Linked DNA regions of Triticum aestivum: region 2 is linked to region 1. Evidence: chromatin contacts called from public Hi-C data. All regions are on one chromosome and are shown on one strand. The core of a region is the stretch at or near the end of the contact, and the rest is flanking DNA. Distances in the headings are between cores, read along the strand shown.

Evidence for each region. A called contact is a pair of places that touch in the nucleus more often than the background predicts.
Region 2: a contact with region 1 is called in a Hi-C map of leaf, with 8 times the contacts expected there. The contact joins the promoter of LOC123085684 here to the promoter of LOC123081893 in region 1. A contact is called at or near these places in 2 of 5 Hi-C or Micro-C datasets (both in leaf).

Annotation. Positions count from the first base shown.
Region 1 is chr4A:153,484,493-153,491,121 of IWGSC CS RefSeq v2.1, reverse strand. It overlaps LOC123081893 (calcium-binding protein CP1), which reads right to left and starts at 2,175. Exons shown (of 1, transcript XM_044504405.1): 1 at 1,318-2,175. The coding sequence starts at 2,042. The coding sequence ends at 1,539.
Region 2 is chr4A:154,200,611-154,206,731 of IWGSC CS RefSeq v2.1, reverse strand. It overlaps LOC123085684 (protein SUPPRESSOR OF QUENCHING 1, chloroplastic), which reads right to left and starts at 1,553. Exons shown (of 27, transcript XM_044507364.1): 1 at 1,035-1,553. The coding sequence starts at 1,413.

The sequences.
Region 1 (6,629 bases), core at 926-3,425:
GGCTCCTCAACCCAATCCGAAGTCAAAGAAAATCTAGCTAATCTAGCAAGTTCATGAGCAACTTTGTTTCCCTCTCTATTACCGTGTTCGAGTCTAGTCACCACAAAATCACATGCATAGTGAAAACAATCATCAAAAATTGCCGCCGCCGCACCCGCTGATTGTCCTCCGTCTTGCATGGTCTCAATCACCTCCAAAGGCAAGAATGTAGGTTTTCACCCTGAAGAACTGGTATGAGCATATCCGAGTAATGCCTTCAACAAGGTAACAATGTAAAAAAGATAGCCATTGCTAGGTATAACCAACTCGGGCCAAGCCTGGATTTTCACCACAGAGCTCGATACCGAGTACTCTAGAAGCACCACTATCGAAGTCAACCGTGTGTTGTTGCCACCACTTTTCCGTGATCCTAAGAGTTGCATGCGTTGGGCTAGAACATTGATCGCCAGTCTGCACAATCATATCTCAAGTCGTCGTCCACGGAATGCATTTCACTGCCGAGGCAACCACCGGATATGGAAAGAGAACCCCTGCAAAGACCTTTTGGTGGGACCACAATTCGCGGCACGACCGCTACCGCAGTGGTCACCACACCGACCAACATCGAGATGGAGCACATCACCACGTCTACCATCTCACCGGATATAGCCCTGCCCAGACCCGTCGTCCATGGAGCCGACATAACCGGATCGTGAGCAAGGTAGATCAGTCAGTGGAGCTGTCGCCCGCCTAGCCGCCACATCCATGTCGGATCCATCCGGGGCCTCCCCATGGCGGCGACGAGTGCGAGAAGCCGTCAAAAGGTCAGCACTCGCCGACCGAAAAGAAGATGGCGACTCCGGGACCTTGGATCCGAGGCACCAAGGTGAGGCAGTGCATGTTCTCACCACCATTGTGCGTCGCGGGGCTTTGCTAGACGACTTTCGATGATGACGGCGAAGGAGGGAGTAGCGGAGGCGACTCCAGAGTGGCTAAGTGTTTGTAACCATGGGTGAACTGATTTTTAGTAGCTTTCGATATTTATCTGAGTTAAATTGGTTGCTTACCCATTGTCTTCTTTTCTTATATAAAAAATAAAGCAGCCACGCACACCGGCGCTCTGCATGCTAGTGACATACTCTCTCTATTTCTAAATGTAGTGCACCCGCATTTTTTGAAATCTAAGTTTGAAAATACGAATTAAGTGCTATAATTTTTGCTACCGCCACAGTTGGTCTTGTTGACTAAATTTATGATCAAATTTAGATCTCGAAAAACATGGACGCACTACATTTAGAATGAAGGAGTATTATGACCTGCAGGGGAGTAGAGCACTTGTTTAAGTTTCCAAGGATACACGCATAGTATCTTTCATGTTTCTCAAAGATTTTCGATTTTTTATGGGTAACAGTACGATACATTCAAAACTCACGGTTAACGAGAACCACTCACAACAATCAATCTCACGCCAGCCTGCTCTCCCCACCAACCAAATTTTAGGGGGAAAAAGTCCCAAAAAATCAAGTCTAGTGCTTTACAGTAGGATTATTTTAGATTCTTCAGACGATGGCATCAAAGTCCACGGCGAGTATTCTGGCGAGCGCCTCGAGCCCCACGCCGCTGTCGCCGTCACCAGCCATACTTATCATGGCGCGGATCTCGTCGTCGGCGACCGGCATCCCGGCCCACCCGAGGTAGGCCTTGAGGTCCTCGAACCCGACCTTGCCGTCCCCGTCGCGGTCCATTAGCCGGAAGGCGTCCTCCATCGCCGAGCGGCAGCCGCTGTCCGCCCCCGCCTTAGCTGCGCGGCCAAGGAGGCCCTCGAACTCGTGGTACTGCACGAAGCCGTCGAGGTCGGCGTCGGCGGCGGTGATCATGGCCTCGATGTCGTCGTCGTCGAAGCGCTCGTCGGTGGCGCCCGCGTTGGCGTAGAAGGTCTTGAGGTCGTCGCGGCTGATGCGGCCGTCGTGGTCCGCGTCCAGCACGTCGAACGCCGGCCGCAGGTCCCCCGCGCCGGCGCCGGCGGGGAGGTCAAGGCCCGCGTACCTGCCGCCGGGACACATGCTTACTTCGGCGCTGCGGGGAGGGAAATGTGGAGCCTCGCGACAGCCGCAGAGCTAGATTGGAAGCGCGATCTCTGTTTGTTTGTTTTTTCGGGAGGCAGAGAGGGCTGGGAGGCTATTTGGGTTTGGCGAGGAGAGGAGGCCCGTATTTATAGGCGGCGGAATAGAATTCTCCAGCTGGCCAGGAGGGCTATTCGTGGACCTCGTCTACGGCCTGCTGTATATCTGTATCTCACGTTTTGATCTTGCAGATTCCCACCGGGACACGGGTGTTTCGTGGAGGTGGTGCACTGGGTTTTCTCGCGATTTCTGTGTCAACGCGGGTGATATGAGTATTTAATTGGTTTGATTTACGATTTGAGGTGAGAGAAAGCTTGGAGGGCAAGGAGCCGAGCGTGGGGCCACAGGTTTTCGGCGCTTGGTTGGACCGGTCCAATCGGGAAGACGTGTAGGCTGACATCACCGGTCGGTCGCCGGTACGAGCTCTGGCCGTCGCTTTCGGTGTGAGATCCTTCGTGGCGTCAGAATTTTTTGTGGCTGAGTTTGTAGTATCTTTCGCAAGGAAAGCTGCTTGTGCAACACCACGCGCGTGACTGTTCGATCCACCTTACGTTCCTGAGCGCGTGTGGAAGGAAGGAAGGAAGGAAGGCTGTGTAGCTAACACCACGCGCATGTCGTTTTTGAAGAGCGTCTTCGGTCTTAAAAAAAAAAGAGTTAAAAGCATTGGGGGTCCTAGAACTTGCTCACAATATGATGGTTTGGTCCTATAACTTGCAAAATGACCTTACCCAGTCCCACAACTTGCACCCAACGTGCAACTTTGGTCCTAGACCAATCACAGAGAGACAAGTGGACTCGTCGGGCCCGAGCCGGTCAGAGCGCGTTTTTGCAAAGAGCCTCCTGCCTTTCATTAGAATCAACCCGCTGTGCTGAGTGAACTGAAAACACAGCTGAGATTTTATTCAGTTGCTCGATCGATTGCGGTGTTGCCGCTGCAGGTGACGTGGTGATCAATGCGTGGTTCAGCATCCGGAGGTCCCCATAACCGCCGTAATCATCCGCAACTCAATTTACTCCCAGAAATAATCGCTTGCTGTTGAGTGATTTACGTGTACTGTAGCCATTCTCCCATTCGCAATCTCTCTTCAGCAGTGGCGTAGCTAGGGGGTGGCCAGGGTGGTCCATGGACCACCCTGGAATTTCCCCATAGTGTATTAAAAATATATTTCTTTGAAAATAAATAAACTTATGTAAATATTTCTATTGGTGGACCACCCTGACTTATTGGGCTGGCTACGCCACTGCTCTTCAGTGTGTCATATTTGTTGCTAAAGAGTTGGTTAGTGTTATTTGCTGATGCTTCAGAGTATGCATGTGTCAGAAATCAAGCTTGCTTCACACATTGATCCTGGCAGTGCTCCCCCTTCAGGAAATAATCAGTAAACTGGAACTGCCAGAGTGCTATTTGCAGGTCAACCTATATTACAAAGTAAATATTGTTCAAGACTAATGAGGTTTAGTATTTTCTCACTGTTACTTTATAGAATGATATGACATCATTTTTCTCATCAGTGTTTGAAATACTTTAAATACAAAAGAAGTTTTTTCTCATCAGCGTCAGAAATCTCTGTTTGAATATTTTAAATACGAAGCAAGTTTCATAGCACTTTGCAATATAATGAACCTCTTGCACCAAGTGTATGGAATCCTCATGGCTATTCAAGCACATCGGTGCGTGTTCTAATGTTATAAAAGCAGATTAACTAGAGCCTGGATATACTGAGCAGAGTGGATTTCTGTTATATTATTCTAGTACTTCTGTATCCATGTATCACCTAATTGGATGAAGAACAGATAAACTGTTCCCTGTCGCTAAACATTTGTGGATTAAGCCAAGGAAGTACGGCGGTGAAATATGCATCTAATCATTTCTGGTTTCAAGACAGTACTTACTGAGAATTTGATTTCCATTCTGTCTCCACAGGTGCTCTAGCCATAGCAAGTGTTCTGCTCAACCCCCAGACTTTAGGTGGATGTACTGTTTTCAGTGGTTCGGTTCCTCTAAGCAAATCATTTGCTGACAGGGTGACGCCTGAAGCCAGAAAGGTAACAACGACCCACCAAATCATGGTTAAGCCAATTATATTTCGTAGTTGAATCCTCTTGCAAATGTCTTGTCTCTGGATTCTTGCAAACCTGCAGACGCCGGTTTTATGGTTCCATGGGATGGCAGATGTGGTGGTACTATTCGAAGTCGGGCATGCTGGCTACGCGTTTCTCCAAGAGCTTGGCATGGCCTGTGAATCCAAGAGCTGGGCACGCTGGCTGCGCGTTTCTGCAAGACCATCATGATCGTCGTCGGCGAACCACGAAGATCTACACTAGCTAGAGTACTTCACAAACTTATGGGCACCGTTGCTAGGTGGCGCATTGCTAGTACATATGTGACCTGAATCTCAGTTTATCTTGCCACACGAGTGCTTTGGAACATGATCCTGTGAATTTTTTTATGATATCCAACGAAAGGATTATGATACTGTTACAGTTAACCAGTTCTCTGCCATCTAAATTCGTGTGCCTGATGACTTGCTCTGTTATTTGTTGATGCTTCGATTAACTGTCACATGAATCTGACATGGGCAGTGGCTCATCAATGATGTTCTCTGCCGTCTAAATTCGTGTGCTTGATGACTTGCTCTGTTGGTAGTGCTATCTGAATGCTCCTCCGGCTCCCAGCCCCCGGCATCATTCGACGAGGAGGAGGCGCCCGCCACCGGCGGCAGGCCGAGCTCGTCGTCCGAGGCCTCAGCAGGAAGCCGAGCTCAGGCTGTGGCGCATATCTCCTCCAGTCACCGCATGACGGAGGCCACCGATCTGTGATCCAACAACGTTCAAGAGTGAAAACTCCATACGTTCATGGCAACATGAGACATGCGGGTAAAATTGAGCAGTGAGAAGCCTGGGGCTAGCCAGGCCGACTGTTGCGCAACGCTGCCATTCCATTCCAGCCTAGCTTTGGTTTTCTTGCCTGCCTGCCTGACTGCACAGCACAGCGGGTTGATTCTAATGAAAGGCAGGGGGCTCTTTGCAAAAACGCGCTCTGACTGGCTCAGGCCCGACGAGTCCACTTGTCGCTCTGTGATTGGTCCAGAACCAAAGTTGCACATTAGGTGCAAGTTGTGGGACTGGGTAGGGTCATTTTACAAGTTGTAGGATCAAACCATCACATTATGAGCAAGTTCTAGGACCCCGGTGCTTTTAACTTAAAAAATAACTTAAAAAAAGCATGCCGGTTTCCTAAAATCACTTGAGTACGGCTGGTAAGTTGTAACCACCAGTCAAATATGGATGACAAATACGTATAGGGTGACAAACGCGGTTACGAACCCATCGGCGTCGAGCTGTTTCTCACTTACCTATGCAAAATCGGATACGGAATGCTCCCGCAACGTTCTTTCTAGCAGTGCCCATGTGCCGCGAATACCGACAAAAGCTTCCGATTCCAATTTGCGTGGAGGCGGAACCGTATTCTCGTGCCGACGGTAAAAACCAGCTTGCAACCATGGCGAATCCGCAAACAGCCAAACGATGCTGACGCCGACTCCACCGCACAACTCAAACGGATGTTCGGATTGACCGGATTTTGTCTTTTTGGGACGCCGATAAATTCATCCGTGTCCGGCTTTGCGTCGATGGGTTCAAATCGTGTCCGGGATGGACATGAATAAAAAATATATAAAAATAACTAAAAAAATAAACACATTTTAAAAAAACATAAAACATATATAGGGGTCGGCCACAAAACGGCCCAGTTTCCACGGCCACTTAAAAGGCCCAGTTTTATAATTAACATATAAAACAAAATATAAAAGCGCCTCCCGCGCGCTCCTGCCGCGCCCGTCGGTGCCGTGGCCGTCGCCGTCTTCACTGACCGCCGGTATCGTCGTCGTCGCTGACGAGGTCGACGTAGGCCGGCGGCGTCCAGAGGTGGGCCGGAGGTGCGTGGTGGACGGGGGCGGTGCTCGATCTCCTCGTCGCGCGCACGGCCGCTCGTGGGAACCGGCGGGATCGGGACCCGGTCGACGAAGAGATGCCAGTTATTGGGGAGATGGACGTCGCTCCAGGGGAGCGGCGTCCTCGTCTCCCAATAACGGCGGCACACCGATGCCCGGATGTAATGCCGGTCGCGCTCGCCGACGGACGTGGGCGCGATGGAGAAGGCGGGCGGCGCGGGGGCCTGGCGTGGTGGCGATGGCGAGGCGGGCTTCTATTTCTTCACCGAGCCGTAGCGGCGTCCCGACGAGGAACTAGCCTCGCGGTCGTGCTTGCCTTTGTGGCCGTAGTTTCAGAGGCCCATGGCTGCGGGCGGCCGGGCAGCGAGGTCTTGGCTAGGGTTTGGGAGCAGCCGCTGTCAGATTTCGAGGAGGCCGCGGGGTGGCGTAGGGCAGTGTGGACGACGACCTGTCCACGCTTCCCACTTAAAGAAGGACGGCGACCGTTCGACGTGCGGATGATAGATGAGACCGCCTGCTCGTGCGCATTGATGTGGGCGGGTGGGAGGTAGTTGGCCGCCTGCTACGAGGCCCC
Region 2 (6,121 bases), core at 304-2,803, 720 kb before region 1:
TTAGTTGTAAAAACATCAGGGCCGAAGTGCTTCGTGCCACACGCGTGGCACTTATCATTTGGGAACATTTATGCTTATAGCTAGACATAACATACTCCTATGACTACGCTGATGCAACAGTACCTTTTTAGTTCATTAAATGATTATACAGGCACTGACAGAATCTTATTGTTTTAAAACTAGTAGAAAAACAATTTGCAAGGGATTATGGTTACTGCCAAATAAGCATATAACAAATTAGTGAAAAGCTGATAAATCACTTCCACATTGGAAACAAAAAAAACTGATAACAATTCCTTTATTACACGACTCAGATCATGCAAAAAAGTAACGAGAGAAGAGAAGGTACGTGATTAAATGTTTGATACTCCCTCCGTCCAGGTGTGTTGGGTGCCTAAGAGAATCTAGAATTCCCAAGAGTGAAAGGCACAATCTAATATCATGTGCTCCAATGCAGGGATAGGTAAAACATTTATGCTTATAGCTAGAGATAACATACTCTCATGAGTATTCTGATGCGACAGTACTTTTTTGGTTCAGTAAATGGCTATCTGGCAGTGACAGAATGTTATTGTTTTAAAACTAGAAAACTAATTTGTGAGGGATTATGGTTACTGTCAAACAAGCATATAATCAATTAGTGGTCAATGAAATTACCAAGGAATCACAATGATCCATGGTCTGAGCATACAGACTGCCAACTTACACAAATTAGAAAACTTAAGAAGCACAGAACTTGGTTCGAGCATACTGTTCAATTACTCTGCGAAGTGGTGTACAATGTACTATCAAGCCAACTAGTACAGATACACAGGAAAAAACAATACTGTAGGTCATTAGGTCATAGTTTTAAAAGCAATATTTTTAGGTCATAATGTGCATACAATATTTGTAGTTCAGATTACACGCAACCTAATAACGTAGGGGGCGCAGAAATTTAAGGTATACGAGCATATAGGATGGGATGGTCGTTAGAAATCGCGCGAACTGCATTTCCGATCTGACAGTACTAGTAGCACAGAGAGATAAGTCACCTGTGCCCGTGAAGGGGATGAAGTCATCCACGGTGACGTCGACGCCCATCTCGGCGAAGACGTCCACGGCGGCGCGACGCGACGGCTCCTCGCTGTTGCAGAGCACGCCGTCCATGTCGAACAGCACGGCCGAGACCTTCCCCCATGCCCCCGGCACCGCCTCGGTCTCCGACGAGGAAGGCGCTGGGGCGGAGGCGGAGGCGGCGACGACGGGACGTCGCCCCCGGCGAGGGAGTTGCGGGGTGGCGGCGGCGGTGGCCCGAGATAGGGCTTTCGGTAGAAGTAGAGGGCGGAGCGGTGGCGCCGGGGAGGGGAGCGGGTAGTGCCGAGAGGTGAGGAGGCTGTGGAAGCTTCTAGAAGGCACGATTTGCCGCGCCATGGTAGCCGTCGGGGACCGCGAGCTCGGGAGTAGTGGGAGGCAGGGACGGTTTATGTGGCGGGGCGGCCACGGCGAACGAGCGGGTGGATATCTGGCCCTAAACGTGGTCGTCCTTTGCTGCGGTCTCTGCTTGGCCGGTGCGACCTTATCTTGGCATGATCCACACAAAATGGAAGAGGGAAAATGAGGCGGGAGAAACCAAAACAAGGGTAGCAAACCCCAGTGGGAGGAATTTGTGAGGCAGATGAGATCTCTTTACCAAAAAAAATTCACCCCGCTTTGTAAATAAAACAAACCACCAAGACCACAAAGTACCATATAAGTCCACACACGCACACACTCAGGTCGCACGACAAATAGTACAGAAGGTGCAGCTAAGGGCACAGCTCAACAAGCTCTAAAAGAACAAAGAAAAAAGGTGGCAAGGCCACAAAGATGCTAATCCGGCTCAGGTGATGGCCGAGGAAGCAGTGGCGCCAAGCGAAGAGCCATCGCACAAAGATTAGCAATGATGATGTTGATGACGTCTCGGTCTTGGAGGCGGCTAAGCAGCCGCCAAAGCTGCAAATAGCCACACATTTTAAACACTGCGTCGGTAGCACGTCGAAAAGGAACACGCTGGATCACTAGCTTATTCCGAACCGTCCAAAGCATCCAAGCAAGGACCCCAATCTTCAGCCACCTAATGTGGCGACTCGCTGGGGGCGAGGCCTGGATCTCGGCAAAGAGGTCGAGGAAGTTGGTGTTACACCAACGACCACCGACCACCTCGCGCAGGCAACTCCAGAGAAACCGGGCGGAGACGCATGAGAAGAAAATGTGATTTGAGTATTCTTCGGTCCCATAAAGAGGACACATCCCATCTCCCCGGCCATTTCATTTTAACACCTCAACGCCGGAGGGGACACGCCCACGGATCCATTGCCACAAAAAGATTCTGATCTTCAGAGGGAGTCTGGTCGACCGGATCGTCTCCGGGGGCTCCGACCGAGAGGTGGCAGCAATGACCCGGTATAGAGACTTCGTGGAGAATCTGCTCGAGGGCTCTAGGTGCCAGGATAGGCGATCGTGCGCCGTCTCCAGGTCCAGCTCGTGGAGCGCAACGCCGTCCATGAGCTCGTGCCAGGCAGATAGTTCCGAGGGCCCAAAGGGCGCTGGAACGCGAGACGCCCTAAGTCAATAAGGGTCGTCTCAACTGAGACCTGAGGGTCGACCGCGATGGATAATAGGTCCGAGAACCGGGCCGCGAAGGGGGAATCGCCAGCCCACCTATCGAACCAGAATAAGGTGGTCGTTCCAGATCCCACCGAAATGGAGGTCCTGATGCGGAGAACAGGCAGCAGTTGGATGACGGACTGCCAGAACTGGGAGCCCCCAAACCGCTCACAGAGGGGCCGGCCACACAGTTTTTATTCTGGATAATGTGGAGCCACAAGCCGCCGTCCCCATTGGCGATACGCTAGAGCCAGCGCGTTAGGAGCACAATGTTCATCCGTTTTGGAGGACATGGTGCCGAGGCCGCCCTGGTCCCGCTGCTTGCAGATTTTGGTCCATCGCACCATGTGGTATTTCTGCTTATCACCATCGCCGACCCAGAAGAAGCGAGCCTGGATCGTGCCGATCTCATGTTAAAGTGTCTCGGGCAGGCTGTAGAAGCTCATGATGTATAGGAGGAGGCCGGATAGGGAGGAGTTAATGAGGATCGTCCGACCTGCCTTAGACAACCATCGTCCCTACCATGGCTCAACACGGTGATGGAGTTTGAGAACCGAAGGCCTCGAGTCAGCGACGGAGAGCCGAGAGTCACTAATGGGAATCCCCAACTAGGTAGTGGGGAAGGAGTCAACCTGATAATTAAGTCGATTGGCAATATAGTCCGACTCTCAGTGGGGGAATGGCCCATTACCATCACCTCGCTCTTATCAAAATTAATCTTGAGGCCAGAGATCTCCTAGAAGCAGAGCAGGAGAAAATTGACATTCATGATATCCTCCATGGTGCCCTCGGCCATAATGATGGTGTCATCGGCGTGCTGGAGAAGGGAAACGCCATTTCCACCCACCAGGTGTGGAACTAGACCTCGAATGTGTCATGTGTCCCTCGCCATGTTGAGGATGGTAGCCAAAGCATCAACGACCATGTTGAAGAGGAACGGAGAGAAAGGGTCACCCTGTCTAACCCCACATAGGGTGGGGAAGTAAGGACCAATCTCGCCGTTGATGTTGACCACGGTCTGACCGGAGGAGACCATTCGCATGACCCGGGTAACCCAGCGGTCATCAAACCCCTTCTGAAGCAGGACTTCCCAAAGGAATGTCCATCTAACCGTGTCATAGGCTTCGTGGAAGTCGATTTTCGGGAAGACGAACTTCTGGTGTTTGGTACGGACCTCATGACGTACTTCATGAAAGACTAGGACCGCATCCAGGATATACATGCCTGCGGACGTATCCCAAGGCCCCTCATATATCGTGCTCGACATCCACATATCTCAAATCTGAACTCTCAAATCAATGCACGTCGATCATACATGCAAATGTTGCACGTAAATAACAAATGTTGGTACCAAAAACACATAGTGTGTACATAAAATTTATTTTAAGTGCACAACTCAAACATCAGCTCTTTGGTTTTCATTATGGGTCCACATATGCTCCACAAGATCACTGAGTAGCTGCCCGTGCACATGATGATCTCAAAGATTCTGAGTCACCTGCGGGAAGTTCATAAGTTGGGCTGCATTTTGATCTTCCGGGATTTGAACTTGTTCTCCAGGCGTTTCAAAATCATTGATTTGAGCAACACCATCACCCTCATTCTCGACAATCATATTGTGCAAGATAACACAACATGTCATGTGCTGCCGCAAAGTTTTTGATTTCCACATCATTGCAACTCCACGAACAATTCCCCAACGAGCTTGAAGTACTCTAAATGCCCTCTCCACACCCTTCCTAGTTGTTTCTTGCATTATTGCAAATTGTCTTTCTTTGTTACCGTGTGGTTCGGATATGGCCTTCACAAACGTCGTCCACTGAGGATAGATGCCATTTGCAAGATAGTAACCCATGTACAGTGTATTTGCACGGCGGTGATTCCCCATTATAAAGCCTCTTGAACAAGGGAGATCGTTCAAGCACGTTGATGTCATTATGAGAACCCGACATTCCAAAAAAAGCATGTCAAATCCATAAGTCATGGGATGCCACTTCTTCTAGTATGATGGTGGCCTCTTTGGTGTGACCTTGATACGTTCTCCGCAAACCTTTGGGGCAGTTCTTCCATTAGTAATGCATGCAATCAATTAATCCAAGCATTCCTGGAAACTCTCTGGCCTCTCCAATAGCAACCAACTTTTCTGTGTCCTGCACATTTGGTTCTCTCAGATACTCTGCTCCAAACAACTGCACGACGACGCGGGCAAACTTGACAGTAGTCTTCAAGCATGTGCTCTCCCCCATCCTAACCATCTTACCAACAACATCTGCGACAATACCAAGTGCAAGCATCCTTAGAGCAGTGATAATCCCCAAGTGCAAGGAATCATCATAGCAATTTCCAAAGGTGGAAGTGATAAGTATGGAGTGTCGAACCCACAAGGAGCTAAAAGTAAGATCAATATTCTCTCAAGTCCTATCTGCCACTGATACGACTCTAGTACACCGAACGTTTACTTCCATCTAGAAACGAGAAGTAAAACTACATTGTGGTTATGAAGAGGATAACTTTGCATGATATCAGAGAACTAAAATATAAAATAGGTGTTGTTAACATAAAGTTAGAATATATTATAAATAGCGAGTGTGGAACGATGATGGATCGGTGTGCGGAATTATCCTAGGCATTTATTAACAAGATCGGTGGTCGTCATTGCAATTTTATATGAGGGAGAGGCATAAGCTAACATACTTTCTCTCCTTTGATCATATGCACTTATGATTGGAACTCCAGCAAGCATCCGCAACTACTAAAGATCATTAAGGTAAAACCTAGCATTAAAGTATCAAGTCCCCTTTTTCCCATACGCAGCAACCCCCTTACTCGGTTTTATGCTTTTGTCACTCAAGCAACCCACTATAAGAAAATCATGAACATATTGCAACACCCTACAACGGGAATCCTTCACGTGTGCGAGGCACGTAAGGCACCACAGGACAGCACAAAAAACATACAACTCAAACCAATCTAGATCATCAATCTGTTGGGGAATGTAGTATTTCAAAAAAAATCCTACGATCACGCAAGATCTATCTAGGAGATGCATAGCAACGAGACGGGAGAGTGTGTCCACGTACCCTCGTAGACCGAAAGTAGAAGCGTTTAGTAATGCGGTTGATGCAGTCGAACGTCTTCATGATCCAACCGATCCAAGTACCAAACGTACGGCACCTCTGTGTTCTGCACACGTTCAGCACGGTGACGTCCCTCGAGCTCTTGATCCGGTTGAGGACGAGGGAGAGTTCCATCAGCACGACGGCGTGGCGATGGTGATGATCAAGTTACCGGCGTAGGGCTTCGCCTAAGCACTACGACGATATGACCGAGGTGGTAAACTGTGGAGGGGGGCACCACACACGGCTAAGAGATGTCTGTTGTGCCTTTGGGGTGCCCCCCCCCCCCCCGTCTACATATATAAAGGGAGGAGGAGGTGGTGGCTGGCCTAAGGGGGGCGCCATAAGGGGGGTCCTACTTGGACTCCTAGTCCAAG